2 separate regions of the Mus musculus genome follow, and region 1 is linked to region 2. The links are chromatin contacts, called in public promoter capture Hi-C maps. All regions are on one chromosome and are shown on one strand. The core of a region is the stretch at or near the end of the contact, and the rest is flanking DNA. Distances in the headings are between cores, read along the strand shown. Region 1 holds the start of Snhg8 (small nucleolar RNA host gene 8). Region 2 holds the start of Prmt6 (protein arginine N-methyltransferase 6).

Region 1 (6,086 bases), core at 3,009-5,508, about 13 Mb after region 2:
GTTTGGCAGGCAAAAAAGACTGTTTTGAACGACAGCGATTGTGTGCGTGGTGCATGCATGCCTGGAATATCAGCTCTGTGTAGGTGGAGGCAGAAGTGCTGGTGCAAGTCTGAGCCTACACACACTGAACTGCCTACAGAATGAGAGCCTGTCTTAAAATAACAGTACAAAATAAAATAAAACTCGGATCAACTCTGAAAGGTGTTGAAGATGTTCTGAGATCACCTAAGACTTTATTCTTTATGTAAAAATAAGATCACATCCATTCCATCAGTATGCAAACTTGCTTTCATCTTTAGTACGTGGCAAATGTATATTCCCACCAAAGAATTAGTACAAATTTAAACCAACTTAAAACTACCACAAAATGCTTGATTTTATATTATTGCATACCTGGGGGCATGTACAGCCCGGTTCTTGCTGTAAGTGGAGGTCAGGGCCAGTGGCCAAACAGCTGTAACCTTCTGCGGAAGAGGTAACCAGGTAGAGGTTGGCTAGTGTATTCTGGGTCCAGAAGTCTCACTTGGGGACCTAGGCCACCTTAGAAATATTTGTTAATTGCACAAGGCAATTAAATAGTAAACTAAATAATGTTTAAGACCGATAAAGAATGCAAAAAAAAAGGTGAATTATAATAGATTAGGCATGCTAAGACTAGGTGGTTGCAATATAAACATGAGGGGGGCTTCACGGAGGTGACATCTAAGTAAAGAACATATGGTGAGCATATGCTGACATAGCTTGCTTGCATTTGACTCTCAGTGGGTAATAATTGATGCTTCTTTCTAGGGATAAGATGGGCTGCACTAGCTCAGGGACAGAGGAGGGTTAGCCATGTTTATGACTCCATGCAGCAAAATGAACACGGCAAATCAGAACAGTGGTGGCGTGCTATACCGTGTTCCTGTTTGGTAAGCATTGCCATGCTGACGCTTTGTCGGTAATTTCCACTCACTCTCCACATTTACTGCCTCAGAAAATAGTTATCTAGACATATAGTGAAATCAGAAGACGTGCGAACAATGGGCTTCCAGGAGGGGACAGTGAGCTTGAAGGAAGAGAAATGGTAAGATGGCTAAGTTTGCTAAAGGACAGGATTTGAAACAAGATTGACTTGTTATAGTTTAACATTCCTAGCTGTTGATCATTGATTTTTCAATACCTGAAAAAAAAGCCTCACATTTGGCTCTCTCCCTTCAGGTACGGAAACAACTCGAGGAGCTATGCAGTTCGAGTTGGGGATTATCATACTCTGGTACCAGAGGAGTTTGAACAAGAAATAGGGGTTCAACAGATTGTGATTCACAGGAACTACAGGCCAGACAGAAGCGACTATGACATTGCCCTGGTTAGATTGCAAGGACCAGGGGAGCAATGTGCCAGACTAAGCACCCACGTTTTGCCAGCCTGTTTACCTCTATGGAGAGAGAGGCCACAGAAAACAGCCTCCAACTGTCACATAACAGGATGGGGAGACACAGGTAATTATAAAAACAAAGAAACAATCGAAGAAAACTTGACAGCATTTGGTCTGTTCATGTTAGGATGTGCAATGGTATGACCTTAGATCAGTGGTTCTCCATTGGTGGGTCACCTAAGACCATTGGGAAACACAGTTATAACAGTAGCAAAATTCGTTATGAGGTAACAATAAAAATAATTTTATGGTTGGGGGTCACCACCATGGGAGGAACTGTATTAAAGGATCGCAACATTAGGATTGAGAATCACGGCCTTAGGTGGGCTTAAGCTTAGATGCTTGAAGTCTGCCAAGTGTGAAATGTATACACACAGCCTACCTAGATTCACACCCTGGACTGTTGGTTTCCTACACTGTTGGTTCTAATTCCAAATTTTAGCACTAGCTGATGGAATTCAATTGCTAGGTGTACACTTATGTTTTTCCACAAATGACCTGACTAGATAAATGACACGTCATGTTTGTATGTGAAACTGTACGCAGTTTAATTCTGAAACATCCAATACTAGAGCCTTCTGCTACACAGCTAGCACCATAGCTACTTCTAAGTTAACAGCCATTTTGAAATGCCTTTGAAGGCATTATAAGACTACTAAACTGCTAAATGTGATCATTAGCTGAAATCCCATTGACTAACGCCAGCCTTCTTTTGGTCTGAGCAGGTCGTGCCTACTCAAGAACTCTACAACAAGCTGCTGTGCCTCTGTTACCCAAGAGGTTTTGTAAAGAGAGGTACAAGGGACTATTTACTGGGAGAATGCTCTGTGCTGGGAACCTCCAAGAAGACAACCGTGTGGACAGCTGCCAGGGAGACAGTGGAGGACCACTCATGTGTGAAAAGCCTGATGAGTCCTGGGTTGTGTATGGGGTGACTTCCTGGGGGTATGGATGTGGAGTCAAAGACACTCCTGGAGTTTATACCAGAGTCCCCGCCTTTGTACCTTGGATAAAAAGTGTCACCAGTCTGTAACTTATGGAAAGCTCAAGAAAATAGTAAAACAGTAACCATTCAGTCTTCATACTTGGCACCATGCCAGAAATGACAAGCCTGCGATTCCTTTGAATTTGAGAGAACCCAGTAGTTCAGGGGTACAGGTCTTATCCTTGCCTATTACAATTTTTATGTAAGGTGAAATTCTAGCAAATCTTAGTTTTAATTTTTAAATCTACAAAATTTGGGCTAGGAACCTTGATTAGGTGCCCACATTTAACCTTTTTGATCTTACCTACACTAAGACCAGCACATCATTTTCTTAAGTTCAAATCTTCACTATCAAAATCATTTCTCTAGAACAGTAGGCAGATGTCAAACTTGAATTCTGCCTTTTGAACCATGAAAAAGTACGCCATCTACTGGTACCTTCAAGTAAGTTCAGATCTCCTGAGACTAACCTGACAAATGTTTTAAAGAGGCTCTCCTTATGTACCAGAAAGCCTAACACATGAAATGGCAAGCAGTTAAGAGGCCATACAAATTACTGACCACTTGTGGAACCATGACCTTACAGCAGCCCTTTTTAAATAGGAATGAAGGCCCAGAGACATCTGGTGGGAATTTGGATCCCAATAATCTCTGTGCAGAGGAATCACCCCCTGGTTCCTAAGCTTCCCTAAATAAGGCCTATCATACTCTTGAGTGTGAGTCTCAGTACCTCAAATCCCAGACACAAAAGCCTCTAAGGTCACAAGTATCCCCTCAGCACCTGTCACAACACACCCCCTAGCTGGTGTTACATACTTGGCTTCTGGAGATTTGAAGTTGAATGGCACACACTAGAAGGCTTGGAGAGCAGCAAGCAAAAGATACTTTTCATTAAGGGCAACCGTCTGTGGCTTATTAATCACTCATGTTCCAAGCCAACATTTATCTTGCACCTTTGTAACAATCAAACCTATCTTCTTTGGAAGCCTAGTTAACCCAGTTATTTCCTGCGCAAATGTCTCCTGTATCGTTAACTCTTAATTCACACAACCTCCAGAAACAGGACACAGTCTTATTACACACCAAACATCTTTTATTTAATATAAAATATTCAATTTTCAAAAATTAAAAGCGAAGATTCCCTGTAAGTTGACCAGAGACGATCTCAACCACTACAGTACCTGCAAGAAAAAAAAAAAGGCCCATTACAGAATATCCGTGACTATACTACGGGCTGTTTACTTATGTTAATGTCAGCACAAGAGCAAACTTCACCCTAACAGTAAAGGCCCACTCACTACCCAGAACCGCGAAAACACCACAAAAATGAATCTTACCTTAACACTTCCTCCACTGTTCAACAGCAACGGGTCCCGGCGTTTCCTAGAAATATTTCAATACTAGTTTAGAAAACTGAAGTCCATTTTTCTAGCGTCGTGTAGACTCTTACAATCTTAGAATGTCACTTGCTCAAGTCAGAATCTGGTACCAATGAAATGGTGACAGCTTTGCCAATAACAAGAACATGCTCTTCCATGGCTAGGAAGGGAGACTGCCACAGGCGGCAGGTCCCAAAGATACATGGAGTTTCACAGCCCAAAAATCTAGTGTAACCCCAGAGGTGTCACTCACCATCCGACCCAGCGGTGGCGAACTTGCGTCACGCCGCCCAACACCGTATCGGCTTTACATGGTGGTCGTCGCGCTAACCTTCACGGCGCTCTTGCAGAGTTGATGGCTTTCGGCCAGCACCATAGCCACCTTGTGTCTCCCGCATCTCGGCCACTCACAAATAAGGCCCAAGATATCATCCCCACCATACAACTACATACTCGTAGGCGGATCGCAGCCAAAGAGACTTCTGAACGGTGCGCGCACGCTTTTATAGCCCGGGTGACGCTCTCCCAAGAGCCTGCGCGCGAGGGGCGGGGCTTTCCCGCCCATTCCGAGCTCTCCCGCGCCTCGTCACTTTGATTGGTGTACAGGCGGCCCGGATTCGATGCGTGCGTCACAGGAATGGGCGGGCTGTGGAGGTGGGCGGGGAAAAGCCGAGCTGAAACCACAGTTCTCGCGGTGTCAGAAGTCTCGTGGCTGAAGCTCTGGCGGTGCGCGCGTTTTCTCTTCTTGGCTGCGTTCTTCTCTGGGACCCAAAGTCTAAGGTCCCTTCGTTGCCGCCTCCCCCGGCATCACTTCCTATGGCGCCGGCCCTTTGTCCCCGAGAGCTGTTGGCGGCTCCTCTGCCCCCATCGGGGTTGATGGTTCCGCTTGCGCCCTTCCGCTTGCCCTTTTGATCTGATCTCACTTTTGCCCGACACAGCGCGCCGGAAGGTTTCTCGAACCGGGAGAACGGGAAGCCTGGGCAGTGCGAGCAGACCCGCCCGGCCCTCGGCTTTTCCGGGAGGAAGGCATATCTCACTCCCGCGTGCAGCCCGCTATGAGACAGAATAGAGGGCCTTTAGTGATGGAGTATGGAGATGACAGTTGTCGTCATGGAGAATGTTAGTTAGAAAGCTGTGATCATTACAGGCTGGGAAGGGTGCGGTTAGGGCAACACCGTGCAGGAGTCAGTAGGAACGAATTCATTGGAGACAATACTCGCATTTGAAGGACCTAGAGGGGTTCGTGAACCTCAGCTCGCTCACCCACTATCTCATTTTACTTAAAATAATCACTACTGAATTGAAAGAACTAGTTCATCATAAGGCTCAAGTAACCGCGGCGCGTTGCCCAAACATTTCATTTACATTCTGGATGGTCTTCTGAGGGTGTCCTTAAGAATGGTCTGTATTAGTCCTGAGCTGAGAAGTCCGAGATTAAGGGCCTTCCTTCTCTGGCCAGTAGATGGTAGCCTGCATCTTTCCGTGGGTTTTTCTTTTGTGCCTGTCTGCACCTGTCAGGTTTTTTATTTTACAAAATGTAGTTTTGTTTTTATGTTACTCTGCTGTTACACAGGGCATAACATTTTCATAAGGCTTTTTTGGGGACTACAGTCAATGATTAGCAAACAACTCTCTAAAGAACAATCACTGAACCAAATGGATACCCTCTCACATGTACACAAATTTGCATGGAAAAGTACTAACATTACTTTAAATTGCAATGCACTACATTTTCCATATCTTCGCAGTAATACAAAACACAGTCGCTTGTAGAACCGGTTCAGATTACTTAAATACCAAGTGTGCTGTCAGTCCTCTACTCACGTGTCTGGAAGTTACTCGTGTTTACATGAAATGAAGCTATTGATACTTTTCTACAGCAGTAACTGCACACCAGGAAGGAGGAGACAACACAAACCAAGGGATGGAGTTTCCCCAAAGCTGCAGTGTGAAAAGACTATATAAACAGTTGATCCCATACACACGAATGGGCTTTCTTGCTAGAGGAAATCCAAGTGGAATAAGGAATGGAGATGTAAAAAGGTCTTCTTGAGGGGAAGGGGGTTGGTGCCCTGGATGCCTTTAGTTTTCGGCCCCCTCTGCTGCATCACATTCTTCTGCACTGTCTGATGTCCATAATGTTAAGTTGTCTCTAAGCAACTGCATGATAAGGGTGCTGTCTTTGTAGGAGTCTTTGTTCAGTGTACCAAGCTCTGTGATAGCCTCATCAAAAGCCGTTTTAGCCAGTGTGTAGGCAAGCTCTGGATTATTAAGGATCACAGAGTAAAATACAGGAAGGTTAAGA
Region 2 (6,540 bases), core at 2,675-5,174:
TTTTAACTGAAGAATGCAGGATTAGTATAACAGGAGTGAATTTTTGTTTACAATTAGAAAGTCAGAGTTGTGCGTGCGTAAGGTTTTGTCAAAAACTATGCTGGGCACAGTGGTACAGTGCTATTAGCTCCAGCATTTGGAAGGTGGAGGCAGGAGCTTCAGGAGTCCAAAGTCATCCTCAGCTCCATACTGGGCTCCGAGCCCCACTTGCACAATGTATGGTCCCATTTCACAAGCAAGAATTATGTATGGAACTTTAGTCAAGTATATCAGCATCTCTAGAAACCTTTCTACTTAGTGTTTAAAACAGAGTATCCATCTTCTCTGACACTAAAACCATCCAGGTCCTAACAAATGGCCTTTACTTTCTTTAGTGGTAGACATCTATTTATGAGCAGGGTTCACATTAGCTTGTAATTACAAATACCTATCACAATGACTATTAGAATGCATTTCTAGCAACTGTGCTCATTGGTTTAATAAAATGACAAGATTGGGTATTTTTAGAGGGCTAAATAAATGGTATGAGGAGGGAGGTAGGTGGAACTTTATCATGATGCTCTTTCTAGGGTCTGATAATCCCCTCCTGCAGCCTTAAGGGCTTCATGTTATCAGTCTCAATCCACATAACACATCAGATAGTGCCTGGGTGTCCACACACCTCAGGCTTTCATCCATCCCAGGTGTCTTCCTCCCAAAGGCTGTGGGGCTCCTTTGGATCATCTGGTACCCTGTGGCATACATTGCTCTTCATGTATAGCCATGTTGATACTGCCAGTGCCTGTGGAGAACAAAAAAAAAAGACCAATGAGTATTTGTTCTGGAGCACATTTTGTATGCATCAGATCGCTCTAGGTTTGCCTTTTGCACAAACTCAGCATCATGGTACTGGAAGCTTACTTCTAGGTTACTTTAATCACTTGTATCCCCAGTTCTCTATGGAGTGGTAATATTGTTTTCTCTGGTTTGCATGGGGGTGGGCTGGTTTGCCTTTTCTGGCTGTTTCCTAGGAACACCACTGTGCTTCCTGACTTTAGCTTCTGCTTCAGCTCCCAGAATTTCTAATTCATTTTTGAGAAAATGTAACTAGAATTTTGAAACTTTTTGCTCAGTCAAGAAAATCTAGTCTCCACTCACACCCTCCCAAGTTTTAACTGGATTTCCCTTGTGTCTTTTTTTGAGGGGTTGGAGGGAGGGTGGATATAGTACTTGTATTTACAGAATTATGCAGAAAAGGATTCCAGACATTTAAATACTACAGGAATTGCTATAGAAAGGCTAATCAAAATCACCAGCAATCACTATAGGCGAAAGCTTGATTAAAAACATAGGAGACCCCAAAGGAACTTTTTAAACCTCTAAACCAAGCATTTATAAAAGATGTTAAGTATTCTGATATCAAAATATGCTTGTTTTGTGAAACTGGTGGTTTTATATTTGTATTTTTCCTTCAAAATAGAGCCCCAGCAAATTAGTTTTAATACTTTAGCAATTTAATATACAATGTTTTTAAAAAGCCAAAAACAGAACCAAGGTTACAAAAAGTGAAATTCAATAGTACTTAAGAACAGCAGTTTTCCACACCCGTTAAGTCTTACACAGCTAGAGCTCAAAACCATGTTAATCATCATTTGAGCTGTTCTGAAGCTGAGTTCTGCAGGAGCTTTGACACCAAGACAAGTAGCAGCATTATAGTAAACTCACAGACCACACACAAAACGTCTAAAGACCTCAGCTATAAAAAGTGAGAATGCCGTTTTATTTGCCACAGAAAGGAGGGAAAGGAAATATGTGAAGTAAATGTGACAATCTGACTCACACATCATTGTAAGGGAGCTCCCCAAATGCACACTGTTCACAGTTGTCTGAACTAAGAAGAACTGAAGACAGGAACTTTTATTAGATTAGAGTGCTCGCGTTCCTTTCATACAGAATTAGACCTGTGCTTAAATAAAGCCAGCACAAGAGGTAAAGGGTCCGCCCTTGGGCTAGGTTCAGCAACCTTCCCTATCAGACTGCTTTACAAGAGTCACAAAAATATTTATATTATAAAACATAGGTTTTCTCGGCTCAGTCTTGAAAGTCAAAATAAAAATATTAACACCCCATCACTATTTCACTTTCAGACCTTTTCTCCTGTCACTCTCAGAATTGCCTAGGCAGGCTGTAAAATTAAGCCATTTTACTAAGGTTCATCAAATTTAGCACTCCGTGAATTAAGCGTAAGGAGAGCAGGGTTATTTAAAATACTTCTCCTGTGCCCCACTTCCTTACTAACAATATGAACGTTAGAATATAAGGAAGCACAGGTAGGCACTCAAGACTTGAGAGAATTCCAGCTGAAAGAAACAGCTTTAAAAATCATTCTGCAAGTTTCTGAAATGTAATCAGACCATGTTGCCTTTCTCCCAGTTTCATACTGATAGGGATGGGGAGGTGTCAGATTAGCTCGTGGACCAATTATAAAAAGATCACATTTATTGCCCCCCCCCCAACCCCGGCAGTTAAACAAAAGAAACAGAAATACAAGAGTTTCTTTATACTACATGCTTTCCAGGTTTAAAAGCCCGTTAGTAAGCACACTGCATCAGTCCTTGGTCAGGGATGCTCACTTTTAAAATAAACACTGCCAGAAGAATGTCCTCAAATGAAGACTGGAGCGGTGAGGTAAAAGAGACAGCTATGTCCCCAACTTGCATAGGCGATCTCCCTTTCTCTTCGGACCTTCCGAAGAAGGTGGAGGGGGAGAAAAGGCAACGCTCAGTCCTCCATGGCAAAGTCTTTGGTCTTTTCCTCATGGTCTCCCACTTTGTAGCGCAGAAGTATGCGCAGACGCCGGGGGTTGTCCGGGGAGGGCAGCAGGGTGATCTCTCCGGAAATGTCCGTATCTTGTTCCACCGGCACCGGCTCGTTCAAGTAGAGGAGCGCCTGCTTCCAGTGGGTGGCCGGGTGAAAAGGCGAGGTGGACAGCACCAGAGGTTTCTCCGAGTCCCCTCCGGGAAAGGTCACTTGAAACCAGACGGCGAAACCATGTAGAGGCGCGGAACCATAGCAGCTGCAGCGGAAGCGCCCGCCCACACCAGCCTCCAGCTCCTGCTCCAGGCCGGCTCGGGCCAGCTCGAGCTGGGCAAAGCGCTGCGGCCGGGCCAGCACGTCCTCTCCGGACAGATCCTGCACCACGATCTCCGAATGGCCCATGAGGCAGCGCGTGGCGAAGCTCTCCATGCAGCTCATATCCACGCCATAGTGCTGCTTCACCTGGCTCCAGAAACCCAGACGCCACTCGAGCATCTGGTCGCTAATCGGGGCCACGAAGAGCTCCGCGGAAGCTGGCAGGAGGAGACCGCCCTCCTTCAGCCATTTGGTCCGCGCGTGGAGCACGGAGCTCAGCATGGACTCGTGCAGAAGTCCGTAGCCCATCCACTCGCTGACGATGGCGTCCACTCGCTCCGGCAGCTCCACGGTCTCCACCGGGCCCGGCAGGACGTGCACGCGGTCCTCCAACCCGTTGAGCCGCACCACCTCCCGGGCCTGTTGCCAGATGGCGCTGGCCTCCACCGCGTACACGCGCCGTGCCCCGGCCTGGGCACAGAAGATGCTGAGAATGCCGGTGCCCGCGCCCACGTCCAGCACCGTCTTGCCTCGCAGCGCGGCCCAGTTCTTCAGGATGCCTAAGCGGTAGGCTTCGGTGCGGACCTGGTCGGCGATCATCTCCTCGTGGACCGAGACGTCGGAGTAGCACTCGTAGTACAGCTGGTCCCGCTCGCTCTTGGTCCTCCGGGGTCGTGGCGGGGCCGCCTCCTGCTCCCCGCCATTTTCCTCCTCGGCTCCCTCCCCTCCGGCGCCGGCGCCTCCGCTGTCCCCCGACTCAAGCTTTCTTTTCTTGCTCAGCGACATCTTGGCCCCGGCAGCCGACCCCCAGCATTCGTTGCGCGGTGCGGTGCGCAGGCTCAGAGTCCCCGGGGCCTGCTGGGATTCGTAGTCCGCTTCCTGCATCCCGCTTCCTGAGGGCAGAGGCTCAACCAGAGTCAATCTTGGCACACCGTTATTTTCCTCTAACGCCATGACAAGTTGTTCTCTAAGACCACACTATTTTCCCGAGATCCTTTCAGTTTTTGCCCTTTCCTTTTACCCCTTGTCAGGGTTCTCTAGAGTCACAGAACGTATGGGTAGCCTCTGTAGAGTAAGAGAATTTGTTGATGACTTACAATCTGTAGTCCCCAAAGATGGTCAGCAGCAGCTGTGAATGAAAATCCAAGGATCTAGCAGCTGCTCAGTCCCACACGGCGTCCTGGCAGAAAAAGTGAGTTTTCCTTCTTCCAGTGACCTTATGTAGGCCTCCCGCAGGTGTGTCCCAGAATAAAGGTGTGTATCACCACTTCCGGATCTGGGACTTCCTTTTCCCAGGCTGACCTTGAGCTTTTGTCTCAAGTTTCCTGGGATTAAAGGCATGTACTACCTTGCCTGAGGCTAAACTTTTCATGGCCATATGCCTCAAGATCTTCCTGCCAAGGCCGGGCGTGGTGGCTCACGCCTTTAAACCCAACACTTGGGAGGCAGAGGCAGGCGAATTTCTGAGTTCGAGGCCAGCCTGGTCTACAGAGTGAGTTCTAATACAGCCAAGGCTACACAGAGAAACCCTGCCTCAAAGAAAAAATAAACAAACAAAAAAACCTCCACTCGGTTCAAGTCAGAAACCTGTGTCTTTCAGCCTCAAGATCACAGGTGAGTGAGCCTTCCAATTCTGGACTGTAGTTCACTCCAGATATAGTCTAGTTGATGATAGCCAGGAATAGTCACTACACTCATTTTTACACATTCTTGATGTAGGCACACCACTTACAGCTACAAGTCTATGTTTCCCTCACAGGACCTCCCCCGCCCCCCACTACTGAATTATGTGGCACAGTTCTTGTCCCTTCTCTGACAGTTGTAACTCACCAAACTCTCTGTTCTAACCAGAGTTAGGATACAAAGAATATGTATGACGCAAAGTGAAAACCAAATAATACAAGATCTTGATTCTGAGTCCAAAGTGATCCCTGAGGTACGTTAAGCTCCAGGGCAAATACTGAAGAAGTGCTGTGGCCATGAAATGTATCAGCCACCACTGTGTCTCTGGAGAATAGTTTACTTGGTCTTGAGTCCTGTTCTGAAACTTCTGTAGTTCAAACTAAAGAACAATTAACATCAAGGGTATGATATTCTCAAACCCATTTCCAGTGTCTTTGGTGACCAGCTTATATATACACATACATACACTTAAATCTATGTATCTGTGTAAAAACACTTGCTTGGAGAAATGGTGAAACTCATCTCTTTTGACTTCTTTTCCAATGCAATTCACTTTTAAAAAAAATTCTGCTATATCTCCTTTTAAAGCCAGAATTGATACCCACAGGCTCAGTTATTTTATTTTTTCTGTTAGTCAAAAAGAAGCTTGGTTAACAATAAATTAATCTCTTCATTGGCCATAACATAAAAACAATAATTTAAAGAATGTGTACTGGTATCTGGAACAGGAGCAATGGACAGCACTGGCTGCTCTTCCAGAAGACCCAGGTTAGATTAGAATATCCACATGAATGCTCTCAGTTGGCTTTAACCGCAGTCCCAGGGGACCTGTTGCCTTCCTTTGGCCTCCAAGAGTATCAAGTATGTATGTGATGTCCAAACATAGAGACAAAAAAAATAAAATTAATAAATGTAAAGATGTTAAACTACTTTCTTATTAAGAATAATATTTTTCAAGCTTAAAAACTGATCACACAAAAGAAAATGGGCTTTTAGCGTGTGTGTGTGTGTTAAAAATACTTAACTACATTAAACTTCTAGGCAACAGAATTTCTTCCCCTTTTCTCTCTATCAGTGTCGCTAATGAAATTGGTTTATTAATGTGAAATCCTCAGCTGTACTTGTAATCTCAAGGCTCCCAGTCCTGGCTCATTAGAACCCTCCATGGAGCTTTATTGAAATACCCATGCTAGGGTCCACCTCAACCCAGCTAAATGAGAGCCACTCAGGGGAACTCGGGCATCTAGTTTTTAAAGCTGCTGGGGAATCATAATGTGAAACCAGATGATTATGGCTAATTTTGATTTAATTAAATCTTATATCATTATTTTCAATAGTCAGGGCTCAGCAACCTATAACTGAAAATCCATAAAATAGGTATTCTTCCTTTTTACCTTGGTTTCTTATCTTCCGTTAATGAAGTAACGCCTAGAAGAGCACATGAGATTAGTTATAAATGTGAGAATTTGATAACACACAATGAGCTTTCCCTTAGCCTATACTTCTCTTATTCTGATCTCAAACCGCCAGCTTCCCTTTTGGGTGTGTTTAGTGTTTCACTTTTGAAGAGTTAATTAATTAATTAATTAACTTTTGCTATTTTGCTTGTGTGTTATAGGATGCTTGTAGAGGTTAAAGGACAGCTAAGGAGGTTGGGGCTCTCCTTATAATGTGGTACTTGGGATCCAACTCCAGTTGTCAGGCTTGGCTGTAAGTGTTTGTCCTCCTGAGTCATCTCCCTGCCCC

What was found. Promoter capture Hi-C pulls out the DNA fragments that hold promoters and counts their contacts.
Region 1: a promoter capture Hi-C map of liver shows a contact between it and region 2, with 4 times the contacts expected there. The contact joins the promoter of Snhg8 here to the promoter of Prmt6 in region 2. A contact is called at or near these places in 1 of 39 promoter capture datasets (liver) and 1 of 484 Hi-C or Micro-C datasets (CD4 T cells).

Annotation. Positions count from the first base shown.
Region 1 is chr3:123,504,078-123,510,163 of GRCm38.p6, forward strand. It overlaps Snhg8 (small nucleolar RNA host gene 8), which reads right to left and starts at 4,259. Exons shown (of 1, transcript NR_028574.1): 1 at 3,475-4,259. Snora24 (small nucleolar RNA, H/ACA box 24) reads right to left here and starts at 3,989; the gene lies at 3,860-3,989. Prss12 (protease, serine 12 neurotrypsin (motopsin)) reads left to right here. Exons shown (of 11, transcript NM_008939.2): 10 at 1,201-1,481; 11 at 2,143-2,525. The coding sequence ends at 2,450. It also overlaps the pseudogene Gm9369.
Region 2 is chr3:110,247,075-110,253,614 of GRCm38.p6, forward strand. It overlaps Prmt6 (protein arginine N-methyltransferase 6), which reads right to left and starts at 3,925. Exons shown (of 1, transcript NM_178891.5): 1 at 1,451-3,925. The coding sequence starts at 3,897. The coding sequence ends at 2,761.